Regions from separate parts of the Ovis aries genome. Here all the other regions are linked to region 1. Evidence: chromatin contacts called from public Hi-C data. All regions are on one chromosome and are shown on one strand. The core of a region is the stretch at or near the end of the contact, and the rest is flanking DNA. Distances in the headings are between cores, read along the strand shown.

Region 1 (2,780 bases), core at 62-2,561:
TCTGAGACACAGGGTAGCAATGCTCAACTAGCCGATCCCAGGGGGCTGGAGTTTTGGGGAAGGAGGATCCCTATGGAATTTGCGGTGATAAGATTAATTATATGGAGGTTAGTACCTCATAGTACCAGAGCAATAGCAGAAAACAGCCGGGGCATGTTACAGGCGCACAAGAAGCCAGTACGTATTCTCCTTCACCACCTTGGGAGTAAGTTACAGGCATTGATTTTTTCTTTTCTTTTTTTTTTTTAAGAAAACGTTCTGGGATTTTGAGTAACAGGAGCTAGATGGCTCTTCATGTCTAGTACGCGTAAACAATGTACTACGTGCAACACAACGAAGTACACGTTCATTTACCAAACCCCCAAATTTTACAGATACGCAAGTACCCACGCGCGCACACACACACTCCAAGCGCCAGTTCACCAACGGGGGACACAAGCAGACACTCACCATTTATTCAGCCACAGAGCGCTTTGCTGTCATTTGACATTAATTCAGAAGGGAATTCAGAAGCCTGCGAGAGAAAGGGGGGGAAAAGGCGCAAGACGTTAGACAACCTTAAGGAGAAAGAACCTCTTTTAAAAAAAAATAGTTTAATTTTGAACAGCAAGTTCCAAAAACCCACGTTTATGATGAATTCAGACTCAGAGGCATTCACATGTCATAACAATTTCACGCACACGACTCCTTCCACAGCAGATTTGTTTTTGTTTAAATGACTGTAACAGGCACAGTGATAAAGTTATTAGCCCGTCTGTAAGTCAGCGACTAGGGCCCGCCGCCTGACAACGGCTCTACCCGAGCATCGCTGGGGGGAGCGGGTCTTACCTGCAAGGACAGGATGCTGATGTCGGTGTTGAGGGTGGTGAGCGGCGTCCTGGACGCCTGGCTCTGCCCGGGTCGCTGGTGGTGCAGGCTAACGATGGTGGGGTGCGAGTCTAGCGCGATCTGCAAGTCCAAGATGTAGTCGATGACGTGCTGCAGGATTTCCATCTTGCTCACCTTCTTGTTTTGCGGGATGCTGGGGACCAGCTCCTTGAGCTTGGAGTAGCAGTCGTTCATGTTGTACAGCAGGCTCATCGGGTCGTCCACCGGGGTTTTGCTCCGGGAGATGCCCAGGCCGTGGTCCGAAAGGCTGTTTTTCCTAACGGACCTCACTGGACTGAAGGCTTTCATGCTGATAGCGGGGAAGGGAAGCGAAGCGATTGGGAGGAGGGAAGCGGGCTGCCCCGAAGCTCAGGCTGCCGCCGCCGCCGCTGCCGCCGCCTCCTGCGAAGCTCGCTGCGCTCGGCACCGCGCTCGGCTCAGAATGAAGCGGAGAGCCCGGCCCGGCGGCTTTTATACGCGCTCGCCGGGGCCACACGACCCGGCTTCCCCGCGACCCCATTGGTGGAAGGCGGCGCGTCCATCAGGCCGGGCGGGCGCGCCCATTGGCAGGTGCGGGCGCGAGGGGAGAGCTCCGTCCTTCCGCGTTCGCAGCCAATCGCCGTGGGGGTGGGCGGAACGGGCGCCAGCCCAGCTGAGGTGGTAAATAGAGTACTGTGAGCGCCGGGCCCAGGGGGACCTGGGGGTGGGCAGGGACCGGGGGACGGCCGAGCGACGGGAGCAGCGGGGCGCGGACGCGGTGGGGGCGGGGACACCCCGGGACCGTAAGTGGGCACCCCAATTCCAATCCCGATCACTAGGCGGGACCCTCCCCCTAAAGGTGCCCCCCGACGGAGGCTGCTACTCCTCCAAGCTTTCAGCATCACTAAGATCACAGCACCCCCGCGGAGTCTGCACGGCAGAAGGGGAAAGCCACCACGGTTCCCCGCTCCTCCCGGAAAGTCATCAAGACGTTATGGAAAGCATTTCCGAAAAAAGGGAAAACGCAAATAACTTTGCCATCGACAACTGATGTTTGTAGATTGAGATCGGCCTCTTAAGATCAGGAAAAGCTTTATGAAAACAAACCCCAAAACACCCACGCGCGCGCATTTCAACGACAGGTTTAAGTGTGGGATCGTGCAACCTGGAGCAACGCAGAAGGCAGTCTAGTAAACTCTGTGAAGTGAGTACTTACTGGATAACTGTGCTGATCGCTAAGGAGCTCGAGAAGTGCGGGACCCTTCCTGGGTTCCTTCTCTAACACTGGGAAGGGCTATTATAATAAAGCTATTAATCGGAAATCATTAGGAGTATTTGCATATTGAAGCTGTATTTACATACACTACCCTTGAGAGGCTGCTGGTCCGCTCTGCAGTGTCGGTGGCAAAGCAAGGTGACTAGCTATGCACACAACATGATTTCTGGTGTCACATTTCAGTGCCTGCTGTATTTTTAAAGTTTTGTACAGGTAGGTGGCCCTAGCCACGGTCAATATCTTCACACTGTTTTAAAAAAAATCTATAAGGTACCAGGTTGGGAATCTTCTTAGCACCAGTACTGGAGGCAGCTTCAGGTTGTGTCACCCGCCCTCATCTTTTTAAAAATTTTTCTGTCTAGAAATCTTTTAAGAACTACAGTTTGCAGTTCTTTACTCAAATCCTCTTCAGTGAATTCACACATAATTCTAACTTAACGGAAGACTACAGTAAGTTAGTTGTGTGTTTTAAACATTTTTCTAGAATACAATAAACTAGAAAGTCTGAAAAAGCATTCTATTTTTAAGTGTCTTGTTTACTTTATCTCAATCTGCATCTCCTCGGCCTTTAAGAAGGAAAAGGAGGGCAGAACTGGAGAAAAAGTAAAGCTTAATAATGGGGAAACAGTATATTTTTCTTCAGTTAATGATTAATTCC
Region 2 (2,796 bases), core at 215-2,714, 140 kb after region 1:
CCCAGTTCCTCCCTCGCCACGGGGATCACACATCCTGAGTCCCACCAGCACTGTCTGAACCCCGTCTGGGTGCTTGTGGGAGACACAGCCTTTCCCAGGCCTCCCCAGCCCCTCCCGTTCAGCCCCGGGCACCTCCGGCCAGGCCGCCCCATGGGCTTTCCCACCAGTGGCCTCTGGTCAGGGTCAGCTGGCCACAGGGTCTGCTGGCCCACTCTTTCCTCCCTGTCCCTTTCCAAGAGAGAGAGAGCCCTCCCAGGGTCCTCAGAGCTGCCACGTTCCACGGACGGCAGGGCTGGGGGAGGGCCCGCACCGCGGCTGCTGCTGCTCCCGGTCCCCTTGCCGCTCACTTGCCTTACGCCCGTCATCCTGCACCCAGGGCTGCCCTCCTTCCTCCAAGCCAAGTGTGCTGCGGCCGCCACCCCCAGCCCCTCTCCCACTTCCCTCCTCACCCTTCCCGGCCTTTGAGACTGGGAACTGGAGCCCTTCACACCTCACTCCGAACCATCTGCATTTGGGCTGTTTCACCTTTGAGGGCTTCCCCCCAACAGTGGGGAAATTCTCACTTGACATCTGCATGAATAAGAGGCTCCTCTAAGAGGCGGTCTTTCCAGGGGACAGAGCTGGGCGCAGATACAAAAACCGGGTGTTACCAGAAACAGACAGATTCACTGAAAACCAAACTCACCTCCTTTGGGTTAGGTTTTCATGCAGAATAGGATGTTCTCAGTTTTAAGTTAGACTCGGACACGACTTCACTTCACTTCACCGTTTTTGAGTGTGCCATTGGGTGGTATTAAGTTTCTCTTCCGTAACTTTTGGCTTCCCTGGTAGCTTGGAAGGTAAAGCGTCTGCCTACACTGCAGGAGACCCGGGTTTGGTCTTTTAATGCTTCTAATGCTTTGTAAACCCATAGCTGCCTTACAGCGCTGCCTTCTTCTATGAAAGTATGTTAGTTGCTCAGTCCTGTCTGACTCTTTGTGACCCCATGGACTGTAGCCCGCCAGGCTCGTCTGTCCTTGGAATTCTCTGGGCAAGAATACTGGGGTGGGTTGCCATTCCCTTCTCCAGGGGGATCTTCCCTACACAGGCATTGAACCTGGGACTTCTGCATTGCAGGCAGTTTCTTTACTGTCTGAGCCACCAAGGAAGCCCTCCTTCTATGAGGAGGAACAAACCAATAAACTACTTTTTGAGCTGAATGAGTCTGTGCCTCTCCAGAGAGCCGTGTCCCAGGGGTGTCCTGTCCTGGCAGCTATGGACTCAGTCCCCATTGGAGGTGATGTCTGCTCAGGAGTCCTCCACTTATTAACTCTGTGACTTCGGACAAGTGTCTTTGTTTTCACTGTCCACAGGATAGGAACAATGAGACTTCCCCCGGGGGGGAGAGAGAGAGAGTAGAATAAGATAATACTGCCGAGGAAGCGACCAGTGCCCGCTGGCCTTGGGGAAGCCTCCGTCTCGCTGAGACTGCCCTCGGGTGGTCATGGGCAGCTTCAGAGCTTAGCAGGAAGCCCTGAACAGGCCGGATCCTGTTAGAGCAGGTTAAAAAAAAAAATAACTCCAGCAAGGGAGAAACTGGGTGAAAGCGAGCCAGGCCTGCCGCCGATCACTGGACTCCTGCTTCGTAAAGTCGATACGGACTATCCATTTCCCCTTTGTGGCTTCATTTCATAGGAAAGTCCCTGCAGGTGTGATCTGTGACTTACAAAGAAGGTTGGGAGACAGCAGCCCTGGAAAAATAATTCCACCTATAAACACCTGTGTTAACAAGTGCTGTATTTGTACAGCTATTTTCTCTTTCAAATACTGTTTACACACACCTATTCTCTTACCCCGCTCAGGTGTGCATTGCAAGGCATCTGGGGACTTGCTGGCTTGGGGCCAGCCCTCCCCAGTCGAAATGGCTCCCCTCTTCGCTCAGAGCTCGGATCTTCCCGGATCTTCCCGGGGCCTGCTGTGGTGTTAGTGCTCCTGGGGTCCCCCTCTGGGAGTTCAAGCCAGTCAAGTCCAAGACCTCGGTGTGGCAGGAAAGGCCAGCTGGGGGGCCCCTTAGGGGACAGTGACCCCAGCTGGACGAAAGAGGACACCTGCTCTTTTCCTCGCTAGCTCAGGTCACTTTGCATTTTCACACTGAGCGGAAATTTGAACCCCTCCACCACCTGATTTCCACAGCCATCCAGCACTCCCTGGGCTGGGGGGTGGGTAGCTGCCGGAGGAGATGCAACAATGAGACCTTTAGAGGTCTGGCAGGCCGGCGAGGAAATGCGTTCAGTGCGGCCCTTTCTCGTTCGTGGAGGACGCTAGTATTTGTTTAGAATTCCATGTGCCTCCACGGAAGCCCTTAGGACTTGATTCCTGTCTCATCCTGGTGAGTGGTTTCACCTCCAAATGGCACGGGACACTCATTGGGACCTTGTGGACGTCCAAGTTTCAGGCCCCAGGCTCTGAGACCCTGGTTTACTTGAGCTGGAGTGGTCCAGCCCGTTCAAATCCCCAAATCTGTCGAATGGGTGGTGAGTGAAGCCCAGCTTCTGTTAGGATTGCCAGGCATCTCTGCATCATTATTTACTGTGAATATAAGCCTTTCGCTCAGAAGAGCTGTGCATTTACAGAGCAATCGCAAGGGTGCAGAGAGAATCCACCCCCCACACCTGTCCCCTTCTTGTTGGCAGCCGGCAAAGCCGTAGTCGTTTGTCTCAACGAAGTCACCGGCATCCATCCACTCACTATCAGTGAGATTCTATGGGTTGTTGGGGTTTTTTCCCCCAAGTTCTTTTTGTGTACCAGGATCCCCCC
Region 3 (2,815 bases), core at 26-2,525, 230 kb after region 1:
GCTTTTATTCCAAGGAGCAAGTGTCTTTTAATTTCATGCTACACTCACCATCCACAGTGATTTTGGAGCCCCCCAAAAGGAACTCTGCCACTGTTTCCACTATTTGATTCATAGTGACCAATTATTTTGGTGATGCTTGGCTACTTTTAGAAAAACAAACAAAAAAATGTCAAAATGTACTTGATGCCTTTGGACCAGCTTTCAAGTGCAGAGTAGGGAAGTATGTGTTCTGAATTTCTCATGCCCTCAAACTCCTATGTGCTGGGGATAAAAGCCATCATTACAGCCACATTCACAGGGGTCTGGGCCCCTTTGGACAGCCTGCCTGACAGGGGGCTGCGTGGTGCCCTTCCCTCCCCAGGAAAGGGGCTGTGTGGCCACGATGCTCTAATGAAGCTTGTTACTCTAGCCTGCCGTCTGTTGCAGTTTTTATAATGTAATTTCCCCAGATTCTTTGAGGAATGTTTCATCACAAAGGCCTGCTCTGGTGATGCCCAGGGGAGTTATTCTGTCTCTATTTCCCCCTGCGCTTTTTATTGCCCAGCGCTTAATGAACTTTTCTTGGCTGTTTAAACTGTCAGCATTTAAAGTCCATTGGTGAATGTTGGTTGGCTTTGTCTGTGCTAAACGGGACTGTTCAGTGGCAATTATAGTTCTTAATCATCATGAGAAATTCAAGGGAAAGGTGAACCTTCCAAAAGTCTGTCAATACGGCAGCAGGAACTGAATTTGGCAGAAACAGAGAGGCGGTGGAAACGAAGGTCCATTCTGTTCCCCTGAGACAGAATGTGGCATGCATGGTCTATGGAAAGAAAGCCAAAAGTAAAGAAAAAGAGATGCCACACTGATTTCTCCCTTCACTGGTGCTGTTTTTGTGACACAGTTGGCATCTGATCCATTCACTGCTGGGTTAATAAATCATTAATGGAATGCCTGCTGTAGACCAGGCAGTGCCTGGCCTTTACTGCAGAGACTTCTAGATAAGCATGAATAATTGTGGACTTCAGGGAACTCTGAGCTTAGCGGGGTGACCAGCAATAAAAGGAGTCTTAGGGAATAGTCTCTGAAAGGAGAGATAGACCTGAAGGGTCTGGCAGCTGATGGGCTAGTAGGGAGCCTGTTGGACTTGGGTGAGGGGGGGCAGAATGCTCTCTTTTTGGGTGACGTATCTAAGTATCAGAAAGTGTTCCGAAGGGCTGCAGGAAAGTTCTCATGGGGAACCTGTGGAAGAGTCATTCACTCCCTCATTGATTCATCTGTGATAGCCTTTTGAGCAAACTCCAGGAGACAGGGAAGGACAGGGACACAACTTAGTGACTGAACAAGAGTGGAGAGGTTGCTCTGTGCTCAGTGTGGGAAGCTGACATTTACGAAGATGAGAGTAAAAGGCAGGAGAGATCCTAGCAGATCTGAGTGTAGACATCAGCCGTGGAGAGCCTTGGGAGGGCCTAACCAGGAGAGGCTGGCTGGGCCTGTGTGTTGGCTGTCGTGGGGGAGTCACATGTGAGGGGGCAGCCTGGACAGAAGAGAAATGGGAAGTGAATGGGAGTGGGAGGAGGTTCATCCAGCGACGGTATTTTTATTATACACCAGGACTGTTTAGGGTCAGAAAATGAAGGGCAGGTCTAGGACGACTGTCTGAATTCTGTCCTGGGTAACTGCTGGACAGTGAGGCCCCTCACCTGGATCAGAGAGGAAAGAGAAGAGGCTGAGGACAGATGATGACTTCAGTTTTAGATGGGTCTGTCTGAATGGAGAGAATTACAAGTGACATCCACAAGACTGCTGGATTCACAGGGCTGACTGTTAGGAAAGAGAGATGAGCCTCGGATACAGATGGGGGGGATTGTCAGCTTACAAATTAGCAGGTGGTCAGAAGAAAAGCATAACTAATAAGAATTGAACTTTATGAGCACTCACTGTGCTGGGCTTCCCCTGTGGCTCAGCTGGTAAAGGATCCACCTGCAATGCAGGAGACCTGGGTTTGATCCTTGGGTTGGGAAGATGCCCTGGAGAAGGGAAAGGCTATCGACTCTAGTATTCTGGCCTGAGGAATTCCATGGAGTCCATGGGATCACAAAGAATCGGACACGACTAAGGGAATTTTACTCTGTGCTAAGTGTCCTGGGAGGCACCAATCCATTTTATCTGCTATAGAATCCTCTGAGATACTATTTTTTTTTTTATTTTTTAAACTTTTTCTATTGTGTTGGAGTAGGGCTGATGAACAGTGCTATTGTAGTTTGAGGTGGACAGCAAGGGGACTTCACCATACTCTGAGATGCTATTTCTAACCCTCCCCATTTGCAAAGGAGGAATTTGAGGCAGAGAGCAGTTGAGTAGCTTGCTCAAGGTTGCACAGGGTGTGAGGAAGTGGGGGTGGGGTGGGGTGGAGGGGAGCCCTGCAGGCGGCTGAGGAGGAAGTAGCGAGTCCAGACAGGGAGCTGAGCAAACCGGTGGGCAGGGCTGCTCTCTCTTCACCCTGACTCTCCTGGGTTCCTGGTCTGATAACTACCCCAGTAACTGCTGAATGTCGATGCCCTCCTTGTAGGCATATCCCGGTATTAAGAGAGCACAGCTTATGAGCTCAGGCTAAGGTGGGAGGAGAAGGGGACGACGGAGGATGAGATGGTTGGATGGCATCACCGACTTGATGGACATGAGTTTGAGCAAGCTCCGGGAGTTCGTGATGGACAGGGAGGCCTGGCATGCTGCAGTCCACGGGTCGCAAAGAGTCGGACACGACTGAGCGACTGAACTGAACTTCTGTGGCTTTGCGACCTCCCAAGGCTCCTAAGAACTTCAGCCCAAACTA

Evidence for each region. Hi-C and Micro-C count contacts between places; a contact is called where the count stands out from the background.
Region 2: a Hi-C map of retroperitoneal adipose tissue shows a contact between it and region 1, with 2.9 times the contacts expected there. The contact joins the enhancer-like site here to the promoter of ID2 in region 1. A contact is called at or near these places in 8 of 16 Hi-C or Micro-C datasets (blood, hypothalamus, liver and 5 more).
Region 3: a Hi-C map of liver shows a contact between it and region 1, with 4 times the contacts expected there. The contact joins the enhancer-like site here to the promoter of ID2 in region 1. A contact is called at or near these places in 2 of 16 Hi-C or Micro-C datasets (liver and omental adipose tissue).

What each region holds. Positions count from the first base shown.
Region 1 is chr3:18,200,867-18,203,646 of ARS-UI_Ramb_v3.0, reverse strand. It overlaps ID2 (inhibitor of DNA binding 2), which reads right to left and starts at 1,311. Exons shown (of 3, transcript XM_004005671.4): 1 at 829-1,311; 2 at 451-514. The coding sequence starts at 1,176. The coding sequence ends at 458. LOC105607483 (a long non-coding RNA gene) reads left to right here and starts at 1,497. Exons shown (of 3, transcript XR_009599745.1): 1 at 1,497-2,780.
Region 2 is chr3:18,063,704-18,066,499 of ARS-UI_Ramb_v3.0, reverse strand. No RefSeq gene overlaps it. Among named protein-coding and RNA genes, the nearest start is that of ID2, 140 kb to the left of the region's middle. Within about 2 kb of position 1,464, at least 11 of the 54 cell types and tissues checked have an H3K27ac peak or open chromatin away from gene starts, as enhancers often do. A contact at or near this core is called in liver, where this site is marked.
Region 3 is chr3:17,974,086-17,976,900 of ARS-UI_Ramb_v3.0, reverse strand. No RefSeq gene overlaps it. Among named protein-coding and RNA genes, the nearest start is that of TRNAC-GCA, 61 kb to the right of the region's middle. Within about 2 kb of position 1,275, at least 13 of the 54 cell types and tissues checked have an H3K27ac peak or open chromatin away from gene starts, as enhancers often do. A contact at or near this core is called in liver, where this site is marked.